Regions from separate parts of the Gossypium hirsutum genome. Here region 1 is linked to region 2. The links are chromatin contacts, called in public Hi-C maps. All regions are on one chromosome and are shown on one strand. Each heading gives the region's core, a stretch centred on a gene start, on an enhancer-like site or on the middle of the called end of the contact. The rest is flanking DNA. Distances are from core to core; before and after follow the strand shown. Region 1 has its middle 17 kb from the start of LOC121208028. Region 2 holds the start of LOC121208483 (acetolactate synthase 3, chloroplastic).

Region 1 (3,082 bases), core at 328-2,827, 55 kb after region 2:
AATTATTTTGATTTCTAATTTAGTCCTTAGCCTTTTTTAATTTTTCCATGGATGAATCACCAAAAATATCTACTAACTTTTCCTTAATGGTCTATTTACCATATAAGGACCTCAATTTTTAAATCCCATAGTTATTTGATACTTATAACTACTAGAATTCAACTTTTTGCATTTTATGCAATTTGGTCCTTTCACTAATTAATCACATAATCGGTAAAAATTTTTTATTAGAATTTTCATACAATATTCCTATCATAATACGAACCATTCAATAATATTAAAATAAATTTTCTTTCTAGCTCAGATTTGTGGTCCCAGAACCACTGTTTTGATTTCACTGAAAATGGGTTGCTATAGTTCCTCATGAAATAAAACTTGTTCCAACTCTTCTCTAATCGTCAAATCTAGTTGTGGTGAAGAATCAGGCTAAGAATAATCCATATCGCTCTGAATATTGTCTAATTTCTAAATTAGTCTTTTTTTTCTAAGAACCAACGTGCCCATATACCTTTTTATTCCAATCCTTAATGTGACTCGTAAGGTTGGAAAGGGAATTAGATATATTTCCAGAAAAATTCCAATTATTCTTGACAAACTCAGAAAAACTTGAATGCTCAACCTATTCTGCTAGAAAACAAAATGGTCTACCTAAAAGAGTATGGAACTGTGGTTGAAGAGATATGATGAGGGGCCTGTGATCTGATTTGAGTCTTAGAAGGTGAGTGATAGAACAATTTGGGAACTTTGAAAGCCACATATCATTACTGATATATCAAGACGCTCAAATATGCCACCCATATACCATGTAAAGGGTGCGCCTTTGAAACCCAAGTCTTGTAGATCGAAGGAATCCATAAAATTCTGAAAAAAGAACAGCTTTTCCCATTAACTCGTCCACCCATTTTTCCATTAGAGGCTAAAATTGCATTAAAATCTCCCATTTCCATCCAAAGGGAATTCGAACATGGAATGGTTACTTTCAGGAAATCCCAAAGTCTCCTGCGTTTGCGAGTATCAGGGATACTATAAACAAAGACAACATAAATTGGTCACTGAAAAGAATTATACGAAACCTTAGACATAACAAATTGCGAGTGACTTCATATAATTTCCACCTGAATCGACTCCTTCCAACCGACCCAAATACCCCCAAAAAAACTTATAGCTTCCATCCGATGAGAACGTTGAAATCCGAGACTAACAATGACTAAGTCAGCTTTGCTACCACTAACTCTTGTTTCTAAAAGGCCAACAATATCCTGCTTATACTCTCGAAAAAACTTCTTGCTAGCATAACCTTGAAAATTCCACACACAAAAGAAAAAGATAAACTCATAAATAAATATGTATATATAAAATCAAATAGATAAAGAAAACTTATCATATTTCATGTCTATCAGATACCTTCTCAACTTTTTACGTCACTACTCTAGCCTTTCTTTTTAGCCTCCAAATTAATTTCGAGCTAATAAGCTTGGCCATTAAATTCATAGTGTTTGCTAGTGGGACCCTTACATTGCTAAAATTTTGAAGACGCCTCTTTCTCTAATTATCTTGTTGATGACACCACTCGAGCAAACAGTACCCTTAATTCCTAACCAGCTCCCTTTAGGATTTGAAGACCCTTTACCTCTTTCACCCGTGGTACCATTGTCAAGAGACTTGGCATGTTTAATTCTCCTAGTTTCCTTGAAGATAACAGTCTAGTGATTTTTAGGATTAAAAATTTTATTACTTAAATCCACCATTGACTCAACCAGCCCATCAAAGGTGGGGTTAAAATGGACAGTAATTCCCACGAGAACTGACCCCTCCCTATTTAAAAAGATCAATTGAGAATCATGATCTGAAACATTGACCTTTTTAGCTAAAACATTAATGGAGTCATTCGAAACATCTTGTAGCTAAATTTCAGTGTCATCATGAGGCTACTGCTATAAAGAAATTAAAAAAAGAGTCAACATGCTCCTTATTAATTTCCAGAGACTTAAGACCCATTGTGATGTCATGAAGTTGCTACTGCAAAGACAAAAAAACAAAATTAGGCTTAGGCTTTCGAGTAAGGAACTTGTCTGAATTAAATTTTCTAAAAGTCTTGGCCTATTACCTTCCAACAAATAAACTCCATTAACAGGCCCAAAAACTTGCTCCTTGTTAATTTCTAATGACTTGAGACCCATTGTGACATCATACTGTTGCTGTTGTGAAAAAGAAAAAAAATTAGGCTTTGAAATAATTACTATTCGGTCAGAAGACTTACCTGGGCTTTCGGATAAGAAGCTTGTCTTAATTAAATTTTCTAAAGGTCCTGGCTCGTTACCCTCCAACATATCAACTTCATTAACAAGCCCAAAAACTCTATCATACAGCTAGCCCGTTTTCCTTGAAAAAAATTGCTCATTATTAAATTAGAAAGAGCTTCCCCCCCTTTTTTTTAAAAAAGTCAACCTTCTGAAATAGAACCCCCTAAATTTCCTCCTTTGTTCCTTTATTTTTTCGATCATCGATCATCAACAATGCACTAAATCGGGAGCCTTCCCTTTGTTTGGGAAAAATTTTTACCGTCGAATTCTCATTACCCATTAGATTTTTCCATGATTTTCGCTCGACAAGAATCCATCGGCCAAACGACTCCAACATCTCATCCGTCTTCTCCTTCTCCAATAAGTTAAACTTAACTGTTTCTCTAACCGCTGTGCTCTCTATTGCAGGTTTTTAGTAAGGGCAAATATCACAAACGTGGCCATATCGACCACACGAAAAGTAAAATGTTGACAACGACTCGTATTCAACACGTTGCATCGTGCCATTAACCAAAACATGTGGTATGAGTGATTTGTCTAGATTGATAAAAACTACCATACGAGCAAACTTTCCTCTCGAACCACAATCTATCTTAAAATCCAGTTTGGTCACCTTACCAATTAGACTTCCGATTTTTTCTAGAATTTTATTTTTATAAAAGTCATCGGGTAAACTAGAAAAGTGAACCCAAACCATGACAGATTTTGGGAACGACTGAATTAGATTAAAATTTGGAGTCTATGGCTAAAAAGTGAGATATTGTCTGAAGACAATCCAC
Region 2 (3,105 bases), core at 357-2,856:
AATTTAATGATTGTCGAATCGCTTCAATATTCAATCACATGGAAACGTGTATCACATTCATTAATGTTAAAGTCACAACTCCCTGAAAATCAGAATGCTTATTACCATGCATGTTCCTAACATATGTTAATTATAAGTACCAGTTGACTTTCAAGGTCACCACTTATGTTCCCAACGTTATGACTGTTACTAGCAAATCGACAATAAATACGAGGAAAAGTTAATGATTGTCATGTCGCTTCAATACTCAGTCACATGAAAATGTATATCACATTTATTAATGCAAAATTCGCAAATCCTTGAAAATCAGAACGCTTATTACCACGCATGTTCCTAACATACGTTAATTATAAGTACCAAATGACTTTCAAGGTCGTCACTCATGTTCCCAACGTTCTGACTGTTCACTAACAAATCAACAATAAATATGAGGAAAAGTTAATGATTGTCACATTGCTTTAATACTCAGTCACATGGAAACGTGTATCAGATTTATTAATGCAAAAGTTGCAAAACCTAAAAAATTGCAACGCTTATTACTACACATGTTCCCAACCTATGCTAATCATAAGCACCATTTGACCTTTCAAGGTCGTCACTCATGTTCCCAATGTTATGGCTGCTCACTAACAACCCGACAATAAATATGTGGAAAAATTAATAATTGTCATATCGCTTCAATACTCAATCACATGGAAACATGTATCACTTTCATTAATGCAAAAGTCACAAAAACCCAAAAATCAAAATGCTTATGACCACACATGTTCCTAACATATGTTGATCATAATACCATTTGACCTTTTAAGGTTGTCACTCATATCTCTAAAATTTACTTATACGTACCCTTCAATGTGTTTAACACACAAACACCTAAAACAAATAAGTCTTGATGAATGTCACTTTGTAATCTCCCTCTCAACTTGGGTGAGGACAATTGTTTAAATAAATCATGTTGCATGAAGAAGCTACCTCACTGCATGAAGAAGCTTACCCAATACAACTAGAAAGCAACCTTAACACTGCATCACACTACTTCACCTAAAGAGATGCTCTTGCCAAATACTATAAGATCATTTACAAAAAGGTCATGCATGTATAGCATTTAGATCGACAACAAGTCACATCAACCTTGCATAATAACCCTTTAACAAGACAACATAGCTTCCAGTCACATCTTAGTGCACTTGTTGACATCTTAGTGCACTTGTTGAGAGTCCTCTGTGACTCAATAATTTCTTTGTTAAGATAGTTTTACACACCCAAACTTTGTTAAATATATTCAAAACCTTAAAACATCTCTCTTAGGCCTTAACCTATCTGATCTAGCTTTCAACATCACTGTGCGAACTACCGTTACCCATCCATTACCTAAACTTGCATCAATGGATTAGATTTCACATAAAAAGCAAATGATTGTTAACGATTTGATTGAGATTTTCAAAACCATGAAATACATGGCCAAAATTATTCAAATTAAAGTAGAAAGACTAATGATGTAACTTGAGTAAAGAACAGGGACTGTTCTTAATATATGACCAAAATGAATAAAACAAGAAGGGCAAAAGGGTAATGTAGGTAAAATCGAAACTTTAAAAGGGAATCACAATCACACTTTTCTTCCCACTCTCGCTCGCCACAGACACCAAAGAAAGGCCTCACCACAAGCCTCTCATCGACAATGGCGGCTGCCACTGCGAACTCCGCTTTGCCTAAGCTTTCTACGTTAACTTCCTCCTTCAAATCTTCCATACCCATTTCCAAATCCAGCCTTCCCTTCTCCACAACCCCTCAAAAGCCCACCCCTTACCGCTCCTTCGACGTTTCCTGCTCTCTTTCTCATGCAAGCTCTAACCCCAGATCCGCCGCCACATCCGTTACCCCAAAAAATGCTCCTCCCCATGATTTCATTTCCAGGTATGCGGATGATGAGCCCCGGAAAGGCGCTGATATCCTGGTGGAAGCCCTGGTTCGTGAAGGGGTCAAGGATGTGTTTGCCTACCCAGGTGGAGCTTCAATGGAGATCCACCAGGCTTTAACCCGCTCAAAAATCATCCGAAATGTCCTTCCGCGACACGAGCAAGGTGGGGTCTTTGCCGCCGAGGGCTACGCGCGCTCCTCTGGCATTCCCGGCGTTTGCATTGCGACGTCTGGCCCTGGGGCAACCAACTTGGTGAGTGGTCTCGCTGATGCAATGCTCGATAGTATCCCTCTCGTGGCGATCACTGGTCAAGTCCCTCGTCGGATGATCGGTACCGATGCTTTCCAGGAAACTCCAATTGTTGAGGTAACAAGGTCTATTACGAAGCATAATTATCTTGTTCTTGATGTGGATGATATTCCTAGGATTGTTAGTGAGGCTTTCTTTTTAGCTTCCTCGGGCAGGCCGGGACCTGTTCTGATTGATGTTCCTAAGGATATACAACAGCAACTTGCTGTTCCTAAATGGAACCATTCTCTTAGATTGCCAGGGTATTTGTCTAGGTTGCCTAAGGCTCCCGGTGAGGCTCATCTCGAACAGATTGTTAGATTGGTTTCTGAGTCTAAGAAGCCTGTTTTATATGTTGGTGGTGGGTGTTTGAACTCTAGTGAGGAGTTGAAGAGGTTTGTTGAGCTTACAGGGATACCTGTTGCAAGTACTTTGATGGGTCTTGGAGCCTTTCCGATTTCGGATGACTTGTCGTTACAAATGCTTGGGATGCACGGAACTGTGTATGCCAATTATGCTGTTGATAAGAGTGATTTGTTGCTTGCTTTTGGAGTGAGATTTGATGATAGGGTGACGGGAAAACTTGAGGCTTTTGCCAGCCGGGCAAAGATTGTGCATATCGATATCGATTCTGCCGAGATTGGGAAGAACAAGCAGCCTCATGTGTCAGTGTGTTCCGATGTGAAATTGGCATTGCAGGGGATAAATAAGATATTGGAGACCAAGGTAGCAAAGCTGAATCTTGATTATTCGGAATGGAGGCAGGAGTTAAACGAGCAGAAGCTGAAATTCCCTTTGAGTTACAAGACCTTTGGTGAAGCTATTCCACCTCAATATGCAATTCAGGTTCTTGATGAATTAACTGGCGGGAATGCAATTATAAGTACTGGTGTTGG

What was found. A called contact is a pair of places that touch in the nucleus more often than the background predicts.
Region 1: a Hi-C map of petal shows a contact between it and region 2, with 2.5 times the contacts expected there. The contact joins the enhancer-like site here to the promoter of LOC121208483 in region 2. A contact is called at or near these places in 5 of 34 Hi-C or Micro-C datasets (leaf, petal and seedling).

Annotation. Positions count from the first base shown.
Region 1 is chrA10:78,918,599-78,921,680 of Gossypium_hirsutum_v2.1, forward strand. No RefSeq gene overlaps it. Among protein-coding and RNA genes, the nearest start is that of LOC121208028, 17 kb to the right of the region's middle. Within about 2 kb of position 1,578, at least 7 of the 9 cell types and tissues checked have an H3K27ac peak or open chromatin away from gene starts, as enhancers often do. A contact at or near this core is called in leaf, where this site is marked.
Region 2 is chrA10:78,863,220-78,866,324 of Gossypium_hirsutum_v2.1, forward strand. It overlaps LOC121208483 (acetolactate synthase 3, chloroplastic), which reads left to right and starts at 1,607. Exons shown (of 1, transcript XM_041079242.1): 1 at 1,607-3,105. The coding sequence starts at 1,682.